Linked DNA regions of Rattus norvegicus: region 2 is linked to region 1. Evidence: chromatin contacts called from public Hi-C data. All regions are on one chromosome and are shown on one strand. Each heading gives the region's core, a stretch centred on a gene start, on an enhancer-like site or on the middle of the called end of the contact. The rest is flanking DNA. Distances are from core to core; before and after follow the strand shown.

Evidence for each region. Hi-C and Micro-C count contacts between places; a contact is called where the count stands out from the background.
Region 2: a Hi-C map of frontal cortex shows a contact between it and region 1, with 2.1 times the contacts expected there. The contact joins the promoter of Cox7a2l here to the promoter of Kcng3 in region 1. A contact is called at or near these places in 2 of 12 Hi-C or Micro-C datasets (frontal cortex and mammary epithelial cells).

Annotation. Positions count from the first base shown.
Region 1 is chr6:16,799,579-16,805,403 of GRCr8, forward strand. Kcng3 (potassium voltage-gated channel modifier subfamily G member 3) reads left to right here and starts at 4,264. Exons shown (of 2, transcript NM_133426.2): 1 at 4,264-4,961. The coding sequence starts at 4,306.
Region 2 is chr6:16,933,339-16,939,671 of GRCr8, forward strand. Cox7a2l (cytochrome c oxidase subunit 7A2 like) reads left to right here and starts at 3,457. Exons shown (of 3, transcript NM_001399340.1): 1 at 3,457-3,613. The coding sequence starts at 3,542. LOC134479098 (a long non-coding RNA gene) reads right to left here and starts at 3,406. Exons shown (of 2, transcript XR_010052175.1): 1 at 2,913-3,406.

The DNA.
Region 1 (5,825 bases), core at 3,014-5,513:
CTGCGATGAAACGCCGTGACCAAAAAGCAAGATGGGGAAGAAAGAGTTTATTCAGCTTACACTTCCAGATCACAGTCCATCACGGAAGAAGTCAGGACAGGAACTCAAGCAGGATAGGAACCTGGAGGCAGGAGCTGATGCAGAGGCCATGGAGGGTGCTGCTTATTGGCTTGCTCCTCATGGCTTGCTCAGCCTGCTTTCTTATAGAACCCGGGGCCACCAGCCAAAGGATGATGGCACCACCCACAATGGCTGGGTCCTCCCACCTTGACCTAGTTGAGAAAATGCCTTACAGCTGGGTCTCGTAGAGACATTTCACCAACTGAGGCTCCTTTCTCTCTGATGACTCCAGCGTGTGTCCAGTAGACACACAAAACCAGCCAGTACACTGGGCTAGCTGGCCTGTTAGCTCCCAAAGATCCTCCTGTTCCGCCTCCCGTCTTACCGTGCACAAATGCGTGGTTTTATGTGCGCTCTAGGGATCCAAACTCAGCTCCTCACATGTACACTGCAAGTGCTTTAACCAATGGGCTACCTTCGCAGTCCCTGATATGTGACTACGGTCATAGGCTTCCTACAGCTCCGGTTAAGTTGATAAAGTCAGAGGCGGAACCATTCTGCATGTACGAATAAGCCGTTCATCAGTAGGTGCCTCCTGGCAGTAGTACACTGGACAGATGGTACTGATTATGTCCACCAAGATGCAAACTCCACCTGCTTCCGTATCTGCACTCAGAATGGAGTCAACAGCTGCCTGTAAAACGGAGTGTCTCAGAGCATGGCATAGCTGGAAAAACCTGTTTTGCACAATATGGAGTAATTTAGGACAGGGCACGGCCCCCCTTGCTCAACACCAGGGGTGCAGGAATTCACATTGAGCCCAGAGCTAGCAGTACAGAGAAGAGAACTGTTCAATCAGTGTTTGATGTTTCAGGTTACCTATTTCTGGATTGGTGCATTTTTCTATGAATCATGTATTTACAATGACATGGCATATTTGCACTAATGGAAGTCATACATGAGATGGGATTTCTCCAGGGTCACACACCGAGCTGTCTACTACCCTCACGCTATCTGTGTCACTTAACACCCAGAGCCCCTTTTCCTCATCTCCCTCTTATGCATGAGGGATTTGTTAGCTGTCACTTGGCAAATACGTTTTGCAGCCAGCTTCCCACAGAGGATGAGCCCAGCAGCCATCTTGGACAACCTGAATGCTGGGATTACAAGAGTGTTCCACTAAACCCAGTTCATTTGATTCAGACTTCATGGATGCAACCACTTTATCAACTAGGCTACCTCCCCAGCCAGGACTTTGGAGAATAGCTTCATGTAGCCCAGGCTGGCCCCAGGTTTCCATTTCGAGTTTGAAGTAGTGATGACTTGGAGAAAAGGAAAGACTGCCTGGGGGAATTGCACGGGTCCCTGGGGCAGGAAAGAATGATGGGGAGAAGTTGTGATGACAATCTAGATGCTGGACATGGGAGCGACTAGAGCTAGGATTGGCTTGAGCCTTCCTCCTCCCACACTGCTGTGGCTAGAGGGTCTCTATCGAGTTCCAGCCACATTTGCACAAACCTTTGTTACTCCTCTCTGAAATGGGTGAACACATTGAGAATGGAAAGAAGAAAAAAAAACCCACCTTCTTTCAAGCTCAAATCCTTCCTGATGCTTTTCACATTTTAACGTGTGCTGAGGATTTACACATGACGACCCCAGACACCATCCTGAACCCAGAAGAGAAGCCGAGTGTAATAATTCTCCCTGTAGACGTCCTCTCAGAACACGGTGGTGCAGGACAGTTTGTAAGAATGTTTTCTAAGCCAGGTTAGACTGAGACAAAGCCATCATTCTGTATACTCTGTTTGAGAAAATGACTTGAACATTGCTGTTGGGTTACTGATATCATAACCAGCTAAGAGCAAGAGTTATATTAGGAACAAAGAAAATGATTTAAACCTATCCAGCCAATAAATATTATGAAAATACACTTATGAGGCATACACTGCATTGTCACCAAATTAATTTGTTTTCCAAGTTCGAATTTAATTTAAAAAGAGATATTTCTCTAACTGCCTCCAACAGCAGACTGTAAAGGGATTTTTGCATAGAGAGCACAGGAAATAAATATAGTAATGTTCAAGTAACCAACACAATGGCTGTACTCTTTTGCTTGTTGCTTTTAGCAACTTGCTGGTGAATTGGCTCTGGCTGGTGAGAAGCCAGGCTGGTGGCTGGTTCTCACCGGCTTTTATTTTTTTTTCCCCCCACTCTGGTCACTGTGTCCTATGACATATCTATCCATTACGAAGACCTGCTAGATACTGGCCTGGGTTTCTCATAACTGGCCTTCATTTTTACTGACACGAGGTTAGGGTTTCTATTCCTGGCTTGCCGAAAGAGCCTTTTCCTTAGAATAACCCACAGGGCAGAGCATCTTCCTAAACTAAGGCTTTCATCTAGCCACTTCTGTTATTGAAGCTTCAGGGATCCCGTTGCAGATAGCCCGGCGTGGACACCGGTCTCGGAACTCCCGTTGTTCCAGCCAGACAAATGCATTAGCTTTCTTTGCAGTCGCTAATCTTTCGCATCTGGGATCTGCTCCCCGGAATCCTTGGCTCCTTCTGCCAGCACCTCCTTCCATTCCGTATTGAATTCACTTCCTTCAGGATGTTTTCCTCGCTTAGTAGCTACTTAGCAGATAAATAACTCTTGTTTTTGAGCTTTTAATCACATTAAGTGCTTTAGAAAATAAATGATCCAAGTCTACGGATAAACAGCTTAGAGAGATTTTCATTCTCTAAGAACCACCCAGGGTGACTTTGTCAGAAACAACTCAAATTTGCAGGCGGCTGTGTTTTCACATCTACCCTAGAACCAGAGCAAATGGCTCTTTATGGTGACCTCTAGCGGGCACCGGGCAGTCTTACAAAATTATGAAAGTGGAGGAGAAAGTAAAACCCTTCCCCAGGTACTCTGTCCCACCCCTCCGCCCTCTTATTCATTCTTATATCCAGTGTTTGTTTTGCATCCAACATCGTCTCCCTTACATACAACTCACCTGTTTCTTGCCTTTGACGGGCTGGGCTGCCGGTGTCGCATGTGTGAACTGCTGTTTAAAATAATGCCTGCCAAGTCGAACCCCACTCCTCCAAGCCTTAACACTGCCTCTGCGTTTGGAGGGCCGGTGCCGCAGTCGCACCGGGGTGCAACGGGGAGGGAAGGAGTGGACATCGAGATAGCATGAAAAAGAAAATGCAAGATCGAGGCAATGAGACATTCTGGCCTTGCCAGTGAAAGAAGATTCTCTTCAGATTGCCACCCCACTCCACCAGAGGCATCGTGAGAGCGGTGTAGGACCCCGAGGCTGGGAAAGCGGGGGACTAGGGCGAGTCCGCTGGCCCATAACATCCCTCAGGGAGCGAGGGGTGGGGGAAGCTTGGTGCGCGGCCGCCTTCGGAGCGCACTGCACGTGGGGCGCCCCACGCGCGGAGAGGAAGCGCAAAGTCGGCAGGCAAAGCCGCGACTGGGTTGCTTGCTTTGAGAAATCCTTTGGGGCGGCCTTAGAAGCCGACCAGGGTTCCCAACAGTCTCTGGCAAAGTCTTATCCAGACGCCGTCTGCTGCCTACTTCAAACCTCGCACCTTGGTCCTCACCTCTGCACCCCTCCTTCTCTCCTGTTTCGTCCCTTCGGGGACTGTTCAAAGGAGCCTGGGGGAGGTGTGCCCACCATCCCGATGGCTCCGGGGCTCCCCGCAGCTCGCATCACGCCCCGCGCACCCCTCCCGGCCACTGCGGGCGGGGGCGCACGGCGTCACGAGGCGGGGAGCCCGAGGTCCGGGGCGGGGCGCCGGGGAATCCCAGCCCGAGCGAGCCGGGAGGTGCGGGTGCGGGCGCGGGCGGGCAAGGAGGTGCGCGCGGAGGGAGAGGAGCGCGCGGAGCCGGCGGGCGAGGAGGAGGACGGCGAGGGAGGCCCCGCCCCCGCCTCCCGGAGCCCGCTCCTCGCCGCCGCCGAGCCCGCTCACTTTGCCTTTCGCCTCTGGACGGCGGCCGGGCTGCGTGCGCCGGGGACCCGGGAGACCTGCCCACGGAGCCTCGGCTAACGCTCGCCCTCCGGGAGACCGGCGCCACCTGGAGCTGCGGATAGCCACCCGGACTCCTAAGGGCGAACCCGGGAGCGAGGGGCGGCGGCGCTGACACCGCGGGGGACACGGGCGGCGCGGGGCGCGAGCCCCGGGGAAGCGCGGGCCCCGACGGCGCGGCCACCCCGTGCGCGCGGCGGGCAGGCCCCCGGGGCGGCCAGCCATGACCTTCGGGCGCGGCGGGGCGGCCTCGGTGGTGCTGAACGTGGGCGGCGCCCGGTACTCGCTGTCCCGGGAGCTGCTCAAGGACTTCCCGCTGCGCCGTGTGAGCCGGCTGCACGGCTGCCGCTCGGAGCGCGACGTGCTCGAGGTGTGCGACGACTACGACCGGGAGCGCAACGAGTACTTCTTCGACCGGCACTCGGAGGCCTTCGGCTTCATCCTGCTGTACGTGCGCGGCCACGGGAAGCTGCGCTTCGCGCCGCGGATGTGCGAGCTCTCCTTCTACAACGAGATGATCTACTGGGGCCTGGAGGGCGCGCACCTGGAGTACTGCTGCCAGCGCCGCCTAGACGACCGCATGTCCGACACCCACACCTTCCACGCGGCAGACGAGCTGGGCCGCGAGCAGCCTCGTCCCACCGGGCCCGAGGCGGCTCCCTCCCGGCGCTGGCTGGAGCGCATGCGGCGGACCTTCGAGGAGCCCACGTCGTCGCTGGCCGCGCAGATCCTGGCCAGCGTGTCCGTGGTGTTCGTGATCGTGTCTATGGTGGTGCTGTGCGCCAGCACGCTGCCGGACTGGCGCGCGGCGGCCGCCGACAACCGCAGTCTGGATGACCGGAGCAGGTACTCCGCCAGCCCTGGGAGGGAGCCCTCCGGGTAGGACGCACAGCTTCTTTGCCCGTCCAGTCCGTCCAGTCCCGTCTCTCCGTACCGTCCGTTCGTCCGTCCGTCCAGTCTCCGTCCTGTCTGCCTGGCAGCTCAGCTAGGCTTTTTCTTGCCCCTGGAGGCCCCTGGCGCTCCAAACCAGGGATGTGAGGGATGTGTGGCTCCCAACCCCGCCCCTCTTTCCATTAGCCAGCGGGGTGTGCTTGGGTCTCACCTTTTATAGGAAAACCCCCAGGCGGTATAGTTTAGTTCTGACCAAATAGCAACCTGCTAATTAGATTTTCCAAACTTTTATTGCTAAAATGCAATAATTTGCACGATAATTCAGTTTGAGCTAAGAGCTCTTTGAAATCTGTGCCAATGCTGGTGGTGTTTGAAAAGATGAAGTCTCATTTCGGTGAAATGTGGTCTGCTTCAGTGCCCACACATTTTGCACACCCTGCCCCTGGCGTAATGTGTGCTGGGATGGAGTTGCCGTGTTATAAAGGAGGCTAATTTAGCGATAGACTCTGAATAATGGATGTCTGTGCCCTTTTTCTTCTCCTTTCCGACCAAGTGTGGACCTAGCAAATTCCTTTCCTCAGTGTGGTATTAAAGATTTAGGGTTTTATTCAGAGGGCCTTCAGTATGGGGAAGAAAACAAAAACATCTATTGCCCTGGGAGAGAAGAAAAAGCGAAACTTCCCCAAACCCAGAACAGGTTTGGGTCATTGAAGTGTCCCCACCCCCACTTTACTAGGGTGAAAAGAAAATACTTTAATCTCTCCTGAGATCCTGCTTACCTCTTAATGGTGATAACACTCTCCTGTTTTTAGAACGAGTGAGTTTATTTTGCATATTTGGTGGGAGGAATAA
Region 2 (6,333 bases), core at 2,207-4,706, 130 kb after region 1:
GATCTAAAATCAGAAGGCAGGGATTTTAAGAAAATCAGCAGTGTTGACAAGCACCTTTAGACTTCAAAAAGCTGCTACACCTGATGCTGCTAGACACTAGGAAGCCTCTTCCAAAACATGTCCAGAGATAGGAGGGAGATGGGAGCTCTCCTAAACCATTCACTTTTCTTACTCCAGATCAACCTAGGAAAAACCTGTCCTTACACCCAGTATTTGCTAGCAAGCTGCCTCCTCCTCCTCCTCCTCCTCTTCCTCCTCCTCCTCTTCCTCCTCTGCTTCTTCTCCTCCTCCTCCTCTGCTTCTCCTCCTCCTCTTCCTCCTCCTCCTCTTCTTCTCCTTCTCCTCCTCCTCCTCCGCTTCTTCTCCTTCTCCTCCTCTGCTTCTCCTTCTCCTCCTCTGCTTCTCCTCCTCCTCCTCTGCTTCTCCTTCTCCTCCTCTGCTTCTTCTCCTCCTCCTCCTCTGCTTCTCCTCCTCTTCTTCCTCCTCCTCCTCTGCTTCTCCTTCTCTTCTTCCTCCTCCTCCTCTGCTTCTCCTTCTCCTCCTCTGCTTCTCCTCTTTCTCCTCCTCCTCTTCCTCCTTCTTCCTCTTCCTCTTCCTCTTCTTAAAAATGCCAACATTTGATTAGTTTAAAATGATTTAGAGCAGTGTTTCTCAACCTGTGGACCCGTGAGCCACTTGGGGGTCACATATCAGATACCCTGCATATCAAATATTTACATTTCAATTCGTAACATTAGCAAAATCACAGTTATAAATTAGCAATGAAAATAATTTTGTGGTTCAGGGTCACCATAGCACGAGGAACTGTATTAAAGGGTCCGCAGCATTAGGAAGGTTAAGAACCACTGAATTAGAATAACCAAGATCGGACTGGAGAGATGGCTCAGCAGTTAAGAGCACTGACTGCTCTTCCAGAGGCCCTGAGTTCAATTCCCAGCAACCACATGGTGGCTCACAACCATCTGTAATGGGATCCGATGCCCTCTTCTGGTGTGTCCAAAGACAGCTACAGTGTACTCATATACAAGAAATAAATAAATAAATCTAAAAAAAAAAGATCTGTGTTAATTAACTGTGTTAATTAGGCTTCTTATCTATAGTCAAGCTCTGTGGAAAACTGAAAGGATAAAGCAGCTAAGGCCATGAGCTTACCATAAGCTTTATAATTTCCTGAATGGTTGACTCTCTGACTAGGAGCAAAGGAGACAAGGTAACGATGGCTACTCCTCCACTAAAGAGGTAAAGAGGTTCCAAATTAGGTTTAAATTAGGCTCAATTCTTTCAGTTGTGGAGAAACTAGAACTCAAACAGAAATTTCGATTTTTCTTTTTCTTCTCTTTTTTACATTATCCCATGCCTTTGTAAAGGCACCATCTTGGCTAGAATTATGTCAACTTGACACACTAACTAGTATTATCTGAAAGGAGGAAACCTCAACTGAGAAAATGCACAGAATTGAGAAACTTCCACAAAAATCTGACTGTAAGGCATTTCTTATATTTTTGGTTGTAGCCTTTAACGGCTGAGTCATCTCTCCAGCCTTGTAAGGCATTTTCTTAACTAATGATTGATGTGGGAAGACCCAGCCATTATGGGTAGTACTACCCCTGGGCTGGTGGTCCTGGGTTCTATAAGGAAGCAAGCTGAGCAAGCCAGGGAAAGCAATTCAGTAAGCCATGCCCCTCCATGGCCTCTGCATCAGCTCCTGCTTCCTGACCTGCTTGAGTTCCTTCCCTGACTTCCTTTGGTGATGAACAGCAATGTGGAAGTGTAAGCTGCATAAACCCTCCCCTCCCCAACTTGCTCCCCCTCCCCAACCCCCCCCCCAGCTGAAGACCGAACCCAGGGCCTTGCGCTTACTAGGCAAGCGCTCTACCACTGAGCTAAATCCCCAACTCCCCCAACTTGCTTTTTGGTCATGGCGTTTGGTTGCAGCAACAGAATAACTCAGACTGGACAGTAACCTTGGATTACTTATCATTAGAAGAAGCTGGAATCTTTGCTGTCCAGGGTATTAGAGGTGCTGAATTTATAAAGATCACATCTTTGCTCAGGAGTGCACAGTTTTGACTCTTTTTTTTCTTAGAATGGATTTATATCTATTTATCTGTACTCTTGAGCCTGGTGACTAACTCTGCCACTAATTGCTGGCCTCAGCAATTACTTCATTTTTCTGGGCCTCATTATCCTGTGCTGTAAAACAGAGATGGTCTAGAGTAGTGGGGGTTCAATACATTTAGAGAAAATACTACATCAAGCTTAGCATTAGCTATTTATTACCAATTTACATTTAAAATACAGTGTATGCAAACCTATCAGGTGTGCGCAGAAACCTCTGGTTAAATGATAGGACTAAAAACTTGTCTCTGGAGCGTAAGAAACCAGCACACTCCTTTTATGTAGCTTTTGCCTCAGAGTGGAAGTTTAAGCCCCACCGCGTGGCGCTGAGTACTACTATAACCAGGAAGCTGTAACTGAGCTGCATCATTCAAGCAGAAGGTAGAGATTTCACAAGTGTTCCAAGTCACCTCCCCTGCAGGCATTTATCTCAAAGAACAGAGGCCAGGGAGAGATGAGCAACCAATTCCCATAAATGAATGCAGAAGACAGTGATCTCACTCTCAAAAGAAGCAAGATGCACACACAGGTGCTTTATGTTTTGATTAAGTGTACGCCTTCTGCGCAAAGCCTACAGGTTCCTCCCCTACCCTTTCTCCCTCTCCCTTTCCTTCCCTCCCTACTTCCCTTCCTCTCTCCCTCTTTCTTCTCTCTTCCTCTCTCCCTTCCTGCTCTCCCTCCTTCTCCTCTCTCTCCTCTTTCTCCCCTCTCACTCTTCTCCTTCTTTCCCTTCTCTCCTCTCTTCCTCTCACCATCTCCTCCCTCCCTCCCTCTCCTCTCTTCTCTTTTCTCACCTTTCCTCTTCTCTCTCCTAGATCACTCTTCTCCTTTCTGGTCACTTTTCCAGGCATTAAGACAGAATTTCGCTTACAAGTAATGTACTCACTGCCGGCTCCAAAAAGCTGCTCTTGACTTAATTGAGGTGAAATTCCTAACAACCCTAGGAACTTAAGACCCCTCAACAGATACTAATAACCCTCAAATGGGGCGGGACCTGGACCTGACGAGACCCCGCCTACGTGCCGGGCCCCGCCCCCAGTTCCAGGCCCCGCCCAGAACGCTCTGGGCGAGTGGCGCTCTCAGCCGCCCTCTTTGTCCAAAGGACGCTTGCGCATCTGTCATAGCGTCTTGGTACTGCCCACATACAAATGAGCAGCACAAAGAAGCCTGAGTTTTCGGAAAGCCTCAGCACAGCTTCTTTCCATGTCTTTTAGAGCTTTTTACGTCCCTAAGTCTTGAGAGAGCGCGGTTTGTTTCCCTGACGTTGCTTAAGTGGGTATACTTTGGGTCAGGCGCTATCTAGACAGTCCTCATCTTGGATCTGGGTCCTTGCGCCGAGCTTTGGGTGGGCCAAAGGGGAAGCCGGGTCCTTTTCTAGGGCGGTCGCACAGGCAGCGGCAGTGCGAAGCTGGCTTCAGCCAACATGTACTACAAGTTTAGCAGTTTCACGCAGAAGTTGGCTAGTGCTTGGGCTTCGGAAGCCTATACTCCGCAGGTACGGGTGTGCCGCGTCGCCTTGAGCGAGAGAACGGCGGCCCGAGGCAGGCAGTCGCGACGTCCGAGCCGGGAGGGGTTTCTGCCGGCCTATGGGTCCGGCTTACTCGCGTCTCCTGGAATCCTTTCACGCAGGCTTGGAGCAGTCGCCGAGGTTTCTCTGTGTGTACGGCACCCTAGGCAAGGTTTGCATGGCACAAAACATAGGTCTGATACCTTGCGGGGGTCAAGGTGACCCTTGGGGTGGCTGCTTATTTAAGATGGATTTCCCGTAGAGTCTGTGGTGCGCAGGAGACTTAACTGAATTTGAGTTTCCGCTCTCTCTCCTTGAGGTGGCCTTTGTGACTTCCCTACGTTACTACTCCTGTCACTTCTCAGAAAGCAGCTTCACCAGCTACCAAATGGAAGACTGAGGAGGGCGGGATTGAGAAGCTTGCTCATAAGGCATGGATTTTTTTTTCCTATACTGAGGAGAGCATGGGGAGTGACAGCCAACAACGTTTAAGCTTTCGCTAATTTTAAAGTAGCAGACGGTGACCGTGACCACTGGGCGATCTGACATTTATCCAGACAGATCCTACTGATGACGCTTCCATCTCCAGCCTCAGTGTTGTGAAAATGTGGTATTTTAGAGGTCCATTCATACTGGGTTAGTACTAAATTTAGCAGCCTTGATCTAGTGACCTTGACGGCTACTTTTTTTTTTGTGAGCAAAAGCATTTTCTGGTTCAGGGCAGTATTAATTTGGGTTAAATGCTATGTGTCGAGTGAGCGGGGTTTTTTTGGCAGATGGTTGGTGCCGGATAAATGATATATATATTCTCCAGAAGCTGAATCATTGCTCTGAGTGGATCGAGAAGCCTTGCTGGAACACGAAGCTGAAAAGCCTTAGCTAGAATAGTGACTCGTATGGGCTGTAACAGAGACTGGTTATTGCCTCATGTCTACCCTTACAGGACACATCTTAAGGGAGAGTGTTTAAGTAGGATTTCAATCCAAGATTAGATGTACTTTCAGGATAATGGAGGCCAAGAAGGACTGAGTTTGAATTTTATGGGAGGCTGAAGAGGAAAAGTCTTAAGTGTTTTTAGGTGTTCAGTTTTTGGTGATATGATGTATCTGGTAGCTGCTGAGTTTTATGAATGTGGTGTTTAGCAGACATGGCTGGTAGGCGGCTCTTTGCTGATGGAGAGATCATTCTGGAAGTACATAAATTAAAAAAAAAGAGAGACGATTGTTCCATTACAGAAATGTGAAAGGGAATGAGGAAAATTCACTCAGAACAGTCCAGGGTTAGAAGGGAAGCTAATGTGGTATCTGGAAAGCCCAGTGTAATGAGTTGTAAGGAAAGGATTGCCAGTATTGTCTGATTTCTTGACAGAAGACGTAGGGAAATGGCTGTTTCCATTGTACCTTCTGTAGTGCATACGTATATGAGTGTTTTGTCTTCATGCCGTCTGGTCTGCAGAAGCCAGAGGAGGTTCCAGATCTCCTGGAACTGGAATTACAGCCAGTTGGGAGTCATGTGGGTGCAGGGTATTAAACTTGGGTCCTCCCTAAAGAGCAGCCCGTGCTCTTAACTGCTTCACCATTTCTCTAGTCCTGTAGATTGTTTTTAGTAGAGCTGAAGCAAAGTCTAAGCTTTGTTGTTTAGAAGGAGAAAGTAAAAATCTGACTAAATGACGACATGAAATTGATATTCAGAGCAGGAATTGCCTAATGATGCCCTTGATATAGACAGGACATCCAGGGTGGGGTGTGTTTGGCTCCCCTTGAATTAGATTTCACCCTAGTATTAGAATTTCTAAGTTACTCAAAAACATTTATTTATATGGTTGTAGGGATTGAGTCCAAGACTTCATAAATGCTAGACACGTGCTTTCTCACTGAGCTCCATCTCCAGCTCATTTAAACTTTGCTTAGGCGGTGTGGAAAGAAGCAAGGTTAGGTGGACGTTTATAAATTGTAGATTTGGGCTGGCTCCACGGTCCCTATAGACTTGTGTCCACAGATAGCACTGGGGGAACCAGGAACGTTAAAACTGTCAGGCTCTCAACAAAGGGGACTTACACCATTTACATCCAGAAAGCTGGGACTGGATCTATTCAGTGACCTGGTGACCTTTTGCTATCTGTAGGTCTGTGCTTCACCCTGAACCCCACAGGATATTACGCCTACCCCAGATTTCCGAGCACTGTTTCTCAGTCAGTAGAACCCATTAGTATGGAAGGGTTCCTGTGTACTTGCAGAAGAGCTGACTTGCTTATTCCAGACCCTTCCTCCCTAGACCCTTATTCTGAGCACTGTTTCCCGCAGCATAGATACTTTGCTAAAGAAATGCACTTTGCAAATGCGTGTCTTAGTTTGGGTGTCTTCATTTGAGAGTGTCTTGGCTAGGTGTTCATTGCAAAAGGCCATGACAAAAAACAACTCTGGGAGGAAAGGGTTTATTTTGTCTTAGCAGCTCTACCGATCACTGCGCGAGGTAGGGACTGAAGAGGAAGCCATAGTGGAGCACGACTTATTACTTTTTGACAATTGATTTATCTCTTAAGCTTGTTGTGATAATTGTCAAGAGAAAAGTTTTGCCCATAGTTGTTCTGTGTTCATTAAATATGTCAAAAATAAACTGCTCAGGGTCAGACCCTAGAAGTTGAACCAGATTTCTCTTGCCTCGTGAGAATCACTCCTCTGCCTGCTCTAGCATTTTCAGGGTCACGC